3 separate regions of the Mus musculus genome follow, and regions 1 and 2 are each linked to region 3. The links are chromatin contacts, called in public HiChIP or PLAC-seq maps. All regions are on one chromosome and are shown on one strand. Each heading gives the region's core, a stretch centred on a gene start, on an enhancer-like site or on the middle of the called end of the contact. The rest is flanking DNA. Distances are from core to core; before and after follow the strand shown.

Region 1 (3,629 bases), core at 718-3,217, 680 kb after region 3:
AGACAGTTTCTAAGAGCCCCTAACAATCTAAGAGCCCCTAGCAATAGCACCTTTGCATAGTGGGTTCCAGCAATGGTCAGGGTGGGTCAGGGTGACTTTCTTTGAATGAACACTCTTTGAACCCAGGAAGCGGGTGGGTGGAGGAAGGAATGTCGCTATCTGTTTTATGATTAGCATACCTTGGAGCACTGAGTTTACTACTCTTTCATGTACCGTCACAACATTGAGATCTCTCTCCTCAGTGACTCTGGAGGAGCCATCTTAGTGAGACTGGCTGGTTTGCAAACCCCTGGGGATTCATTTCTCTCTGCTCTGCCTGGATCTAGGTCACAGATTGTTTTCCACCAAGCTTGGCTTTCACCTGTTGCTAGGGATCTGAACATGGGCCCTCATTCTTAGACTGTGGACACTTTACCAAGTGAGCTATCTTTCCCAGGCCACAGATTATAAATGCAATCTAGTTTTAGTATGCCCTACCACAGTAACTTAAAAAGAAAATGGTGTTTTTCTAAGGCTTCTAAAATGTTCTATTGGCATATATTAACTTTACACTGTACACATTCACATTATGTAGTTGGGTCATTTTCACTCTTCGTTACCCTTGTGTTGGGGTCTTTCCATGCCTTCTTCTTCCCAATTCACTTCCCTTCTACTTTCACATTGTGTGTGTGTGTGTGTGTGTGTGTGTGTGTGTAAAGTTCATCTGAGTTGTCTACTGAAGCACAGATGAGAGTTTGTTTATAGGATGGGTATCTTATCAGTGGGAACTGGAAGAAAAAAATCTCAACTCAAAACAAAAGATCTTTTATTTCCTTGGTTAGGTTTATTCCAATTTGTTTTGTTTTTCTGATGACTGTATATTTTGTGCACATATGTTTAGAATTGTAACGTCCTTTTGATAGATTTTTTCTTTTTCTTTTTCTTTTTCTTTTTTTCGAGACAGGGTTTCTTTGTGTAGCCCTGGCTGTCCTGGAATTCACTTTGTAGACCAGGCTGGCCTCGAACTCAGAAATCTGCCTGCCTCTGCCTCCTGAGTGCTGGGATTAAAGGCACGCGCCACCACCACCCGGCTGCTTTAGAGTTTTGGGGGTTTGGTTTGTCAGCTAGTAGATTAGGGAATGCTGCTTATTTCCTAGTTTGATTTGCTTGAAACACCTTTTCCAGCCTCTTAGTGTGAGACGGTGTCTGCCTTTCATGGTGAAATGTGTTTGTGCCTCTTGGAAGCAGCAAAAGAACAGGTTCTGCTTTACATCTGGTTGGTGTCCTGTGATTGGAAATCATTAGTATTCAGAAGTATTATTGGAAGGTGTATATTGCTTACTATAATTTGGTAGTGTTTGGTGTTTCCCAAATTCATATTTGTTTAGCTATCATTTGTGGAGAGCTGTACCTCGAGCAATCGCTGTGGAGAGCCGTGCGTGCTGCGAGCAATCGCCATTATAAGATGGCGCTGGCCTCCGCTGTGCCTAACTAGTAAACAAGCCTTGTACGCAGGTGCAAGAGTGGACTCAGGCCTCGTCACTGCCCATCTTGGGGCGTAGTAATGGGATGATGGGCGAGCAACGAATCAGGAGCTGTCACGCCACATCAGGTGCTGAAACGTCACACTGCAGGCTATATAAGCAGCGCCATTTTCTGGGTTCGGGGTCTTCCTGAGAAGTAAGCAATAAAGCTTTTGCCACAGAAGATTCCGGTTGTCCTGAGTGTGTTCTTGCCGGCAGGGACAAAAGCTCGGGCAATAATCATTGTATTATCTAAAGCCTCTTAGTTGTGTTAATCATTTACTTCAGGCCAACCCTTTCAGTATCCACTACAGATCTGGTTTAGTGGCCATCAATCCCTTACTCTGCTTTTATTATAGGATGCTCTTTTTCCATCAACTACAACAGCTAGTTTTCCTGGGTAGACTTATTAAGTTTAAACCAGGCCCCTAAGGTGGCAGTGCTGGTGACAATGTCCTAAACAGAAGGACTCTGACCGGGTAAACAGAAGGATCGTATTGGGTAAACAGAAGCCTAAACTCAGCATTCCTCACGAATCTTGCAAGGAAGGTTTCTGTTTGCCAGGAAAACCACTACCTCCTTTATCTAGGCCCAACTACCTTAATTAATCCTAACAGCCTGCGTCAGCTCAAGGACCCACACCCTCTACCATATAAAATCTGCCTGCCTTCCTGCTAAGCTGCTGTCCTCTATTCTTGGAGACAGATTGGCAGTTTGCTCCCCCGATAAACTTTTCTATCTGGGCGTTGCATGGCCCAGTGCAGGGGTTTCGCTGAATCCTCCCTTACAATACTAATATGGGTGGGCAATTATCGTCCTAACAAACCTGAAATGCAGCCAGGCCATGGTGGTACATGCCTTTAATCCCAACACTCAGGAGGCAGAGGCAGGTGGATGTTTCACGATAGCCAGGGACACACAAAGAAGCCCTGTCTTGAAAAACAAAAATATTTAAAAAAAAAAAACCCTAAAATATATATTTTCTGTGTTCTGACTTTTATTTCATGCTGAGAAATGGGCTTTTATTTGGGTAGGGTGGCTTGCAGGAGTCAGTCCTCTCCTTTATTTACCATGTAGCTCCCAAGATAAGTTCCGGCCGTCGTGCTTGGCAGCAGGCACCCGACTGCGTCATCTCACTTGCCCTATTTATCATTGCTGTGTGCGTATGATGGGGACGGGCACATGCCACAAAACACACGTGGAGTCAGAGGACAACCCTCAGGAATGGGCTCTAGAGACTGAACTCAGGTTGTCAGCTTTCCACAGCAAGTCCTTCTACCTGCTGAGCCCCCTGACACTGCTTACTCAGTGTCGATTTCCAGCATTCGTACAGTATGGGTTTTGTTCAGTGTGTCTAGTTCTCTATTTAATCGCATTTGTACATTCCTACATTGATTCATTTTGTTTAGAGGTTTGTATTTTCTAAAATATTTTGGAATTCATTCAAGTTTATTTATACTCTCATTTCTTAGTATATATACATATATATATATATATACACACAAACACATATATATGTATATATATGTGTGTGTGTGTATGTGTGTGTATACATATATATATTCATATATATATTCTCTCTCTCTCTTTCTACACACACACTCTCTCTCTCTCTTTCTACACACACACACACACACACACACACACACACACACACACACAGAGACAAGATTTCTCTGACCCAGAGTTCTGTGGCTCAGGCTGGCCTTGAACCCATAGAAATCAATCCACCTGCCTCTGCCTCCCAAGTGCTGGGACTAAAGGCGTGTGCCACCACTGCTCAGCTTCTTTGAATGTATTTATAATCATTCTTCTGAATTCTTTGTCTGGAATTTCCCTATCAGTCATTCTCACTGGGGGCCATTACTCTGGGGTTGGTAGATTTTAGAGAGGAACATCCTGGATTTTCATGTTACTCGTGTTTCTGTGTAGGGACTTAAACATCAAGAGTTCATTTTTGTCCTTGGTCCTATGAAGGCTCAATAGATGCCTCAGTGTAGGGGAATCAAGGGTGGTGAGGTGGAAGAGGGTAGTGGGTGGAGGAACACCCTTATAGAAGCAGGGGGAGGGAGGATGGAATAGGGGGTTTTGGGGTGAGGGAGAACGGGGAAAGTGAGTAACATTTGA
Region 2 (3,987 bases), core at 1,332-3,831, 630 kb after region 3:
CACACAGCATGTCTACTGTGAGGGCAGCCGACCACCCTTCTCTCCCCTCCCCCTGCCTGTGATTCCTAAACTGGAACTGGCCAGCCCCTTTAACTGCCTCTTCCACTCCACACCTGTAATCACGGCTGAGGCCTCTGCCAGCTTTGGATGACTGTGGGTGTCAAAGCTCCCAGCCCAGAGGCCACTGCAACCTTCTCTAGATGTCCCTTCCTCCTGCACTCACTCACTTTCCTGAGCTTTCCTTCCCAGACTCACCCTTTCTCCAGCTCTCCTCCCTTCCTTTTATTGACCTTGGTTTTCTTTCTTTCCCACAACTTTCAGTCTGGTACCTATTTTATATGGGCACAAGGTGGGAAGATCTTTGTAAAAAGGGATGGGAGTAAAGGAGACTGTCTCCCCCGTGGCTGTTATGCCTGTCTTTTATGGCTAAGGGGATATAAAAGGGTGTGAGGAATGTTACCATGCCTTCCTTCAGTGGCATGGGAGCACCACACTGTTTTTCCAGGGGCTTGGGAGCACTGCACTGTTTCTCAGTAGCATCACACCCTTTTCTTACATCCTGGCCTCTCCCACTCTCAGTGCTCTCAGGGTGTCAGGCTCAGGACGACCACCTCCATCCGTTCGGTCTCTGCTGTCACTGTCACAGTGTCCACCTACTCTTCACAGAGGAACCCTCAGCGGCCTCGTCCTATGTAGAAGATAATCTCTACTGTCCCCTTGTCAGGAGATGCTCAAAATACCTCCCTGTAAACAGCAGCCTGTCAGCACGTCATCTCCACCTAGATGAGGCGGCTGGATGTGTAACCGTAACTGCTGTTGAAGAATCTTTTCAAGCAAACATCTCAAGTATGTAGACATCTGTGCATTTTTGTAACTGCAAGGGCCATACATTCAATAATTTGATTTGCATATTAATAAAATTAATTCAGCCTATTGTGTTAAAAAAAAAATGCGGCCCTGTGTGTGGCCACCTCATCCTACTATACTTTATCTTCCATAACCAACTCTGCATGTGGTGAGACAGGACATAAAAATCTCATCCTCTGAAAGCTGCCTGCTCAACTGGAAGTTTGTGTTGTCATCCTGAGCACAAAGAAATGTGCCACGCCTAAAGATGATCTCCAAGCGGCCTGATGTCATTGACTGACTGATGCTCCAGAGAAAGAGACCTGACTCAGAACGGCCAATGGCACCACTCGGACCTCCTCTGACTCTGCACTTTGCCTCTTCTGAGGTCCACACCCTCTTCCTGAGCTTAGGTGTTCCTGGCTGAAAACTGGGCCCAACAAGCCACTACCAAAAAGAACAGGGGAAAAACTTGCCAAGAAGAGCCACTGAGGTGAATAGGATCACAGTCCTATCACTGGGGAAGAGCGAGCTGATGAGGCCACACAGCCAAGGATCCCGTGGAAACCCATAACTACTGTCCCCAGGGCCTGCCCCTGCACTCTGCATCTCCACCTCAGCTCAGCGGGGTAGAGCTTGGCTCCTCTCCCCAGGCAAACCCTAAGCTCTCTGAGGGCCGCCAGGCACCTCGCCTCCCTCCCTCAGTGAGCAGTGGGATCATTTAACCTTAACAGAGAGCAAGAGAGCAAAGGACGAAGAGGTTCCTTTGGAAGAAAATCCAACAAGTCCCCACGGAGCCTCACTGTGCTTGTCACTGCTTTGCTGACGCAATTTACCGTCACTTTCTCAATGACGTGAAAAAACCCAGTGGCAAGGAAGCCAGCTTTAACAGTAAAGAAACTTAAGAAGAGACAACACTCCTTACTCCACCAAGTATTCTCCGGAGCAGAGACTCAAAAGCTACTGCAAGCTTCATGGTTAACTCCTGCACTCATTCCTTCTTTTAATCAGTAATTAATGAATTGTCTACTGTGTGTCATCTAGCTACACAAAGACCAAAGGACAGAACTCTCGGCCTCGAGCAGCTGCAACAGTGTTCTACCACTAAGCTATGCCCCAGCCTCAAGTCTCTTTTCCCTGAGCCTGTGTTACACTTAGGTTTCTTCAGAGGTGAAAGGAGGTGCTTGGCCGCATCTAATGGGGTACGGGTGGGTGAGCTGAAGACTGTACGAGGTCAGTAGGTTTGGAAAGTGGGGTCATCGAGGGTTCCAAGACCTACATGACTTCTTATCTGTATGATAAATAGTAAGGATGGAGTGTGTGTGTGTGTGTGCGCGCGCACAAGAGAGAGAGAAAGAGAGAGACAGACAGAGACGGAGAGACATACAGAGAGGATCTCAATGTGCCATCTTTCATCTGGCAAGGAACATTTCCCCCAAAGACCTCATTCACAGCTCCACACTGCAAGCTGTAAGCCTGAGGTTCACTTTATAGGTCAGAAATCTGAGACACAGACAGGAAATGGGCTTTGTACAAGAGCCCAGGGAGGATCTGTCAACTGATCGCAGAAAACTCTGGCTCCTAGGAGACACACCAGCGAGGAGGGAGGAGGGGGCCAGCGGGAAGAGGGTATAAGTGACAGTTTCCTGCCTGGTGATGGAGACAGCAGAGGCCCCGAGACTGTAGGGTGTGGCTGCTGAGTGGTGAGAGGTGTGGAAGTGAGAAGGAACAGGTATTTGGGCTATAAACCAGGGAAGCCTTGTGGTCAGGTGAGTCACTGTGCACAACGCCCCACAATCCCTGGGATCTCACTGCTGGGAAACGCTGGCTGGAAATGAATGCCAGGCCAAAACTTTCTACCTTACTGCGTCTGTTGAAACACTGTATCTCATCTTGGTAGGGTTTCCTATCCAGGAACTTGTTTAACCAAGCAGGGTGATCAAGGATGACAAGTCACAAGGACATCAACACCACAGTGTAACAGGGATCATCTGCATACTCATTTCCTCACTGTCATATAGACTTTATTCAACGATGTCACCTAGGGCCAAGCAGTCTGCTTACGATTAAGCCACAGGCCCCAGGCTCGCTTTGACCTCGCTGTACCCTTCTTGGCTTTGTCACCCCAGGATTGTCCTTTTACCTGTCTGCATTCTTTTCATATGTTTGCTCCTATCCCTCTGCCTTTCAAGATGGGCTCACTGGCCCGAAACTAGATATATAGTCCAAGCTGGAGTTAAACTCATAGAGATCCCACTGCATCAGCCTTCCAAATCCTGGGATTGCAGGTGTGAACCGACACTCTTCTTCCCATGTCTCTCAGCACTATCTCCCCAACATCCTTGTCCTTATCATTTGGGATGCAATACCCAGAGTGTTTGTTACCTGTGGCTGTAATCGAATACTTTGCTTCCACCCTGAATGTGTACTAAGAAAGTGCTGGGAAAAAAAAAGAAAGAAAGAAAGTGCTGAACATGACTGGCAGGCAGAAGAGGGCTCACCAATGACAACTGCATCAAGTTAGAGCACCCGACAGCCAAATGCGCAGGAGCTGGAATCTCAGCTTAGGACACAGAAAGCCCTGTCAACAGGTGACAACTCACAGGTCAGTCAACTACTGAGCCTGTGTCCTAAGGAATGTGATGGGCAAGCTAACCTGCAGCTGTATCAGATCTCATCCTCCTGATCAGAAAACCCAATCCACACCCATCCAGTCTCCTGTGAAGCCCAGCAAGATATCCCGGCGTGGTTTCCTCTACCCTTTGCACTGAGCCTTAGAGGGACCTGGATCCTACCTAGGGCACGGGGCAGGTCTATGGAGAGTGTGGCCTTTCCAGCCAGCTCAGAAGCACTCATGAATCCACCAGTCTCTCCTATACACTGAGTTCCTGCTGGAAGGACCACACTGCCTGCCGCATAGTCTAAGTGAAAAGGCAGAAGTATCGTCAGAAGACATCTCTGCCTCTGATGAACAGGGTAGCTCCCAGCTTCACCTGTCAATCAAGATCATCAAAATGTGATTTGTAATGATGGCTGGGCCCCATACAGAGCTGCTGTATTCGAATTCTCAGGCTCCCTTGGTGGTTCACTATGGGCTAACTGGGAGCCAACAACTTTTAGGGAACAATAGATCATGTCACT
Region 3 (4,025 bases), core at 1,338-3,837:
ATGCTGACTCTGAGCGCTGCTGAAGCTTAGCTTTCCTTCTGACTTTTGTTAAGATAATTGAGCTTCAACTGCAGTCATACGGAAAAGTTTAGTGAAGCCACAAACTGGAAGACTATCATTTAAATATTCTGAGATTTAATTTTGGATGAGTAGATGTACTAAACTCTGAACAAGTAATACTAACAAATGTGAGCCACAGACCAGCTTACAATATGAAAATAAAAATTCGTTTAACTAGTTTTTGTTGCTGGAAGAGAAGAGAAGATCCTCATGGATCCTAGTATCACGTTCTGCTGTCTTAACACTGTGGAACTCAGAAAAATGGCAGGTGGCTTATACATCCAGGCTCTAGTTAGCACCAAAGCAATCAAGATGGTCTAAATACATCAGCTCATCATTTGAAACACATATTTTAAGTGGTGAAATGCCCTCATAACTGAAGGAGTTCAAGCTGGATCAACTGTGTACTGTACACTTCCTATTGGTTGTCATCAGGGTCCTTTCAGGACATAAGATGTGGAATGAGAAGCGTGCACTCTCAATGAGGGTGCTGCATGTCTGTACTGATTGTAAGAGTCACAGTTGGTATTAGCCAAAAAGGAAATGAGGAATTAATATAAGCAATATAATTATATAGCACCATCAGTATCTTTATTAGATACAAATTCAAATATGACAGGGATTTGAGTTTTGTATTATAAAAAATGCTCATGGGGTGGCAAGCCTGCTGACCTGAGCTTGATGGTGGAAGGAGAAAACTGACTACAGTAGAAGGGGAGAGATGTCTAGTTTCTAGCCTCTACACTGTGCATGTGTGCATGTACACATACTCACGAGGGGGTAATAAAAAAAGAAGAACAGCACAGTGTGAAAAGGTGAAATTATTCCACATTGTTGAAGTGTTTTGATCGAGTTCCAATTCTTACATAAACGGTATGCTTGGACAGTTAGGGATAGAGACAGTATTGTTCTCTTGGATATGTTATAATTTTAATAAATTTGCAATGGATACTATTAATGCCCAAAGAAAACATGCATAAGGCTCTGGAGCCTCTCTTGCTTTTCACCGGGATCCACTCCAGATGCTGCTCAGGTCACACCTGAGTGAGTGGTGTCTCTCCCCATCCTGACAGCTGATTCTGCAGACAGACTCTAGGCTAGCACATTCCAAGCTATGAGTTACCCAACTCCTAAACACCTAATATAATAGATGCACACTAACCAAATGGGTGCCTTATCCTCATGTTCTCCACACCCTAAAGGTGACACATTCTTTCCTCAGAATGCAAGAAACAATCCTCTCCCATTGCCATCTGGGAATCAGAGACTGCCTGACTTGCAAGCATTTACTATGGACTCATCAACCCCCTGGCATACAAACTCTCCCTTTCCTGTAAGAAGGCAACCTCACTTTGTCCTTTGGGCCTCAGCTTTCCTCAGGACCTTTGCCATGCCTGTCTTGTTAATAACTCTTGTAATAAACCAAGCTCTTATTTACATGAACAATCTGCCTCGGGGTTCTCTTGAGCCCAAACCTGAGACTTTGCACTCTCGTTATGTTTTAGATGTTATATAGTGAAGCACAGCAATACACCTCTACTGCTTTGCTGTAGCTAGTACCTCTGCTGTATGCATTCCCAAGGTTTTCAGATATTTAGCAATGGTTAAAACTACCTGGAACTACTAAGCCTTTACTTGGGTTCCTTGCAAGATCTGGTAGGACAAAAGCCCTATGCTCAGGTCTAGCATGGAGAGTTACACTTATCATCTATGTCCCACAGCTCTCCCTTTACTAGTCCTGGGGAGGCAGGAGAGATGTCCTGGCTCCTCACAGTTGACTGTTGCTGAATAAAGTCTCTTTTGCAAGCTTGTCCTCTTGCTAGTACACATACTGGGTGTGGAGCAAACTGGATCTCTTTGGGCGAACCGCCTTGAAAACACTGTGGAGCTTCTCCCTCTTCTTTGCTCATGGAGACTGACCTCAGGGCCTTGAGTTCCACCACTGAGTTAAATCCTTTGAAAAGGTTTAAGACAAGGCAGGGATGTGTAAGCCACAGCAACAGCTTTAAACTTGGTGGGATCACCCTTGCTGCTCTCCTGGAACATCTGACAGGAAGGACTGATTACACGGTGAGCTGGTTATTAGGTGCTTATTAGACCCACTGTGAAAAAGTTGAAACTTGTTTAAAATGTTGTGTTTTCAGAGGCAAAAAATCAGAATGAAACAAAACAGTTAAGTTGTGAAAGAAACTGGGTTTAGTTGTTGTCTATTGAAAACAGTCTTTGTAAGAAGATACTTTTTGATAAAAGTACTATTTTTCTGATGAAAACAGAGAAACAGAAAAGAATATAAAAAAAGTCAGAAGTGATCATTTTTAGGAAAAGATACAGAAATCAGAAGTTGATCACAACAGAGTGCTCCCGACTAGAGGCTGCCCCCAGATGGAGTCCTGCTAGCACAAGCAGCCTCACTGTTTGCCTGGAGAGCCCCAAGAGAGCAACTAGGAAGACACAAGGGAGAACCCCCAGAGGATCAGAGGACAAAATGTCAGCGCACTTCCTGCCGAGTCACTCTCCCTATTCTGAGTCTATTCCTCAGTTAACAAACAAACACCCCACCCCATCAACCATGGATACAAACATTTCAGTGGTTAGCAACCCCTATTTCCTGAGTAAGTTGCAGCAGAAAGGCAAGTCATTAAAGTGGCTAGTCACTCTGTCCCTGGTGCTGTAAACTACACCAGCTGAACTTGCTCTTTGACCTGCATAGACTAATGGAATCAAGATGTGCACTACTGTGGCATGTGAGCTCCAGGAAATAGTAAGACCTCCCCTCTGTTCCTTTCCCCATTCTGGGCAAATTTCAGAAACCAGAGACAAATATCAAAGGCAAAGAAAGCTGAGCATCCTTTGATGATTTCGGAATCTTTAACACATTGGCCTTCCAGCACCAGTAAGTAAGAAACTGCAACCAAGACTGAAACAGTGACTTGGCGGGAGTGCTAAGCATGTGTGTGTTCCACAGAAGCACACTGAAGTACACGGGACATGAATTAAGGAGCATAACCAACAATGTTTACCATCCCCTCCTTGTCCAAGTATGAATTCCAAGTTGGATAGCTGCAGAATTATATACAATATACTCCACAATCCTGAAAGCTTTTGGGGAAAAGATCAGATGAAAGAAGGAGGCCAGTGGCTTAGCATGCTAATACCATGGGGTAAGCTCACCGTGTAATCAGTCCTTCCTGTCAGATGTTCCAGGAGAGCAGCAAGGGTGATCCCACCAAGTTTAAAGCTGTTGCTGTGGCTTACACATCCTTGCCTTGTCTTAAACCTTTTCAAAGGATTTAATTCAGTGGTGGAACTCAAGGCCCTGAGGTCAGGCTCCATGAGCAATACCATGCTAATACCATGGGTGAAGAGGCATAGGTTAATTGTCAACAACCCATATTAAATAGGAAATCCACATTCTCTTATTAATGGATTACATGCACTTTGATTCTGTTGCCTTATTATTTAACTCACTAGCTATCCAGAGATTATAGGCGATTTCTGGGATATCTGTTTTGTTCTTCTATCTCATGCCCTGAAGATGTCCACTCAACTATAATTTCCTCCCTTCTCTGCAGAGGTCTCAGTGTATGCAAGACACATTAACCTGTTTAACCTTTGTGAAAGGCCTGCTGAGGTAACTCCCTAACGATTCCAGCATCTCTACTTACTTTGAGGCTCCCCACCCTCAACTCTGTGAAGCAGTTATCACACATAGCAGTAGTGATCTGTATTCCACGACTACACTGCCTTGTACAACAGTACATGAACTCAATTCTGGAATTAATGAAAGCTTCATTTTATTAGTATACAGAGATATTTGCTTAACAATTAATTTAGCAAAAGTTATTAACTTTCCTTCTTTTGTGAAATACAGCTATTTATTCTTTAAGTAAGGTAAGCTTAAAGAAAATTCATTGTTATATAAAACATTTATTTGAAAGAAACAATAAGGCAAAAGACACCGTCAA

The links. HiChIP or PLAC-seq counts read pairs in DNA pulled down with a chosen protein or histone mark.
Region 1: a FOXA1 HiChIP or PLAC-seq map of pancreatic cancer cells shows a contact between it and region 3. The contact joins two enhancer-like sites. A contact is called at or near these places in 1 of 115 datasets of contacts at active chromatin or transcription factors (pancreatic cancer cells) and 1 of 9 other capture datasets (adipose tissue).
Region 2: a contact with region 3 is called in a FOXA1 HiChIP or PLAC-seq map of pancreatic cancer cells. The contact joins two enhancer-like sites. A contact is called at or near these places in 3 of 115 datasets of contacts at active chromatin or transcription factors (bone marrow-derived dendritic cells, double positive thymocytes and pancreatic cancer cells).

The regions. Positions count from the first base shown.
Region 1 is chr6:120,316,709-120,320,337 of GRCm38.p6, forward strand. No RefSeq gene overlaps it. Among named protein-coding and RNA genes, the nearest start is that of B4galnt3, 24 kb to the left of the region's middle. Within about 2 kb of position 1,968, at least 16 of the 459 cell types and tissues checked have an H3K27ac peak or open chromatin away from gene starts, as enhancers often do. A contact at or near this core is called in pancreatic cancer cells, where this site is marked.
Region 2 is chr6:120,261,855-120,265,841 of GRCm38.p6, forward strand. All of the region lies in intron 1 of B4galnt3 (beta-1,4-N-acetyl-galactosaminyl transferase 3), which reads right to left. Among named protein-coding and RNA genes, the nearest start is that of B4galnt3, 31 kb to the right of the region's middle. Within about 2 kb of position 2,582, at least 55 of the 459 cell types and tissues checked have an H3K27ac peak or open chromatin away from gene starts, as enhancers often do. A contact at or near this core is called in pancreatic cancer cells, where this site is marked.
Region 3 is chr6:119,633,179-119,637,203 of GRCm38.p6, forward strand. All of the region lies in intron 17 of Erc1 (ELKS/RAB6-interacting/CAST family member 1), which reads right to left. Among named protein-coding and RNA genes, the nearest start is that of Wnt5b, 91 kb to the left of the region's middle. Within about 2 kb of position 2,588, at least 94 of the 459 cell types and tissues checked have an H3K27ac peak or open chromatin away from gene starts, as enhancers often do. A contact at or near this core is called in pancreatic cancer cells, where this site is marked.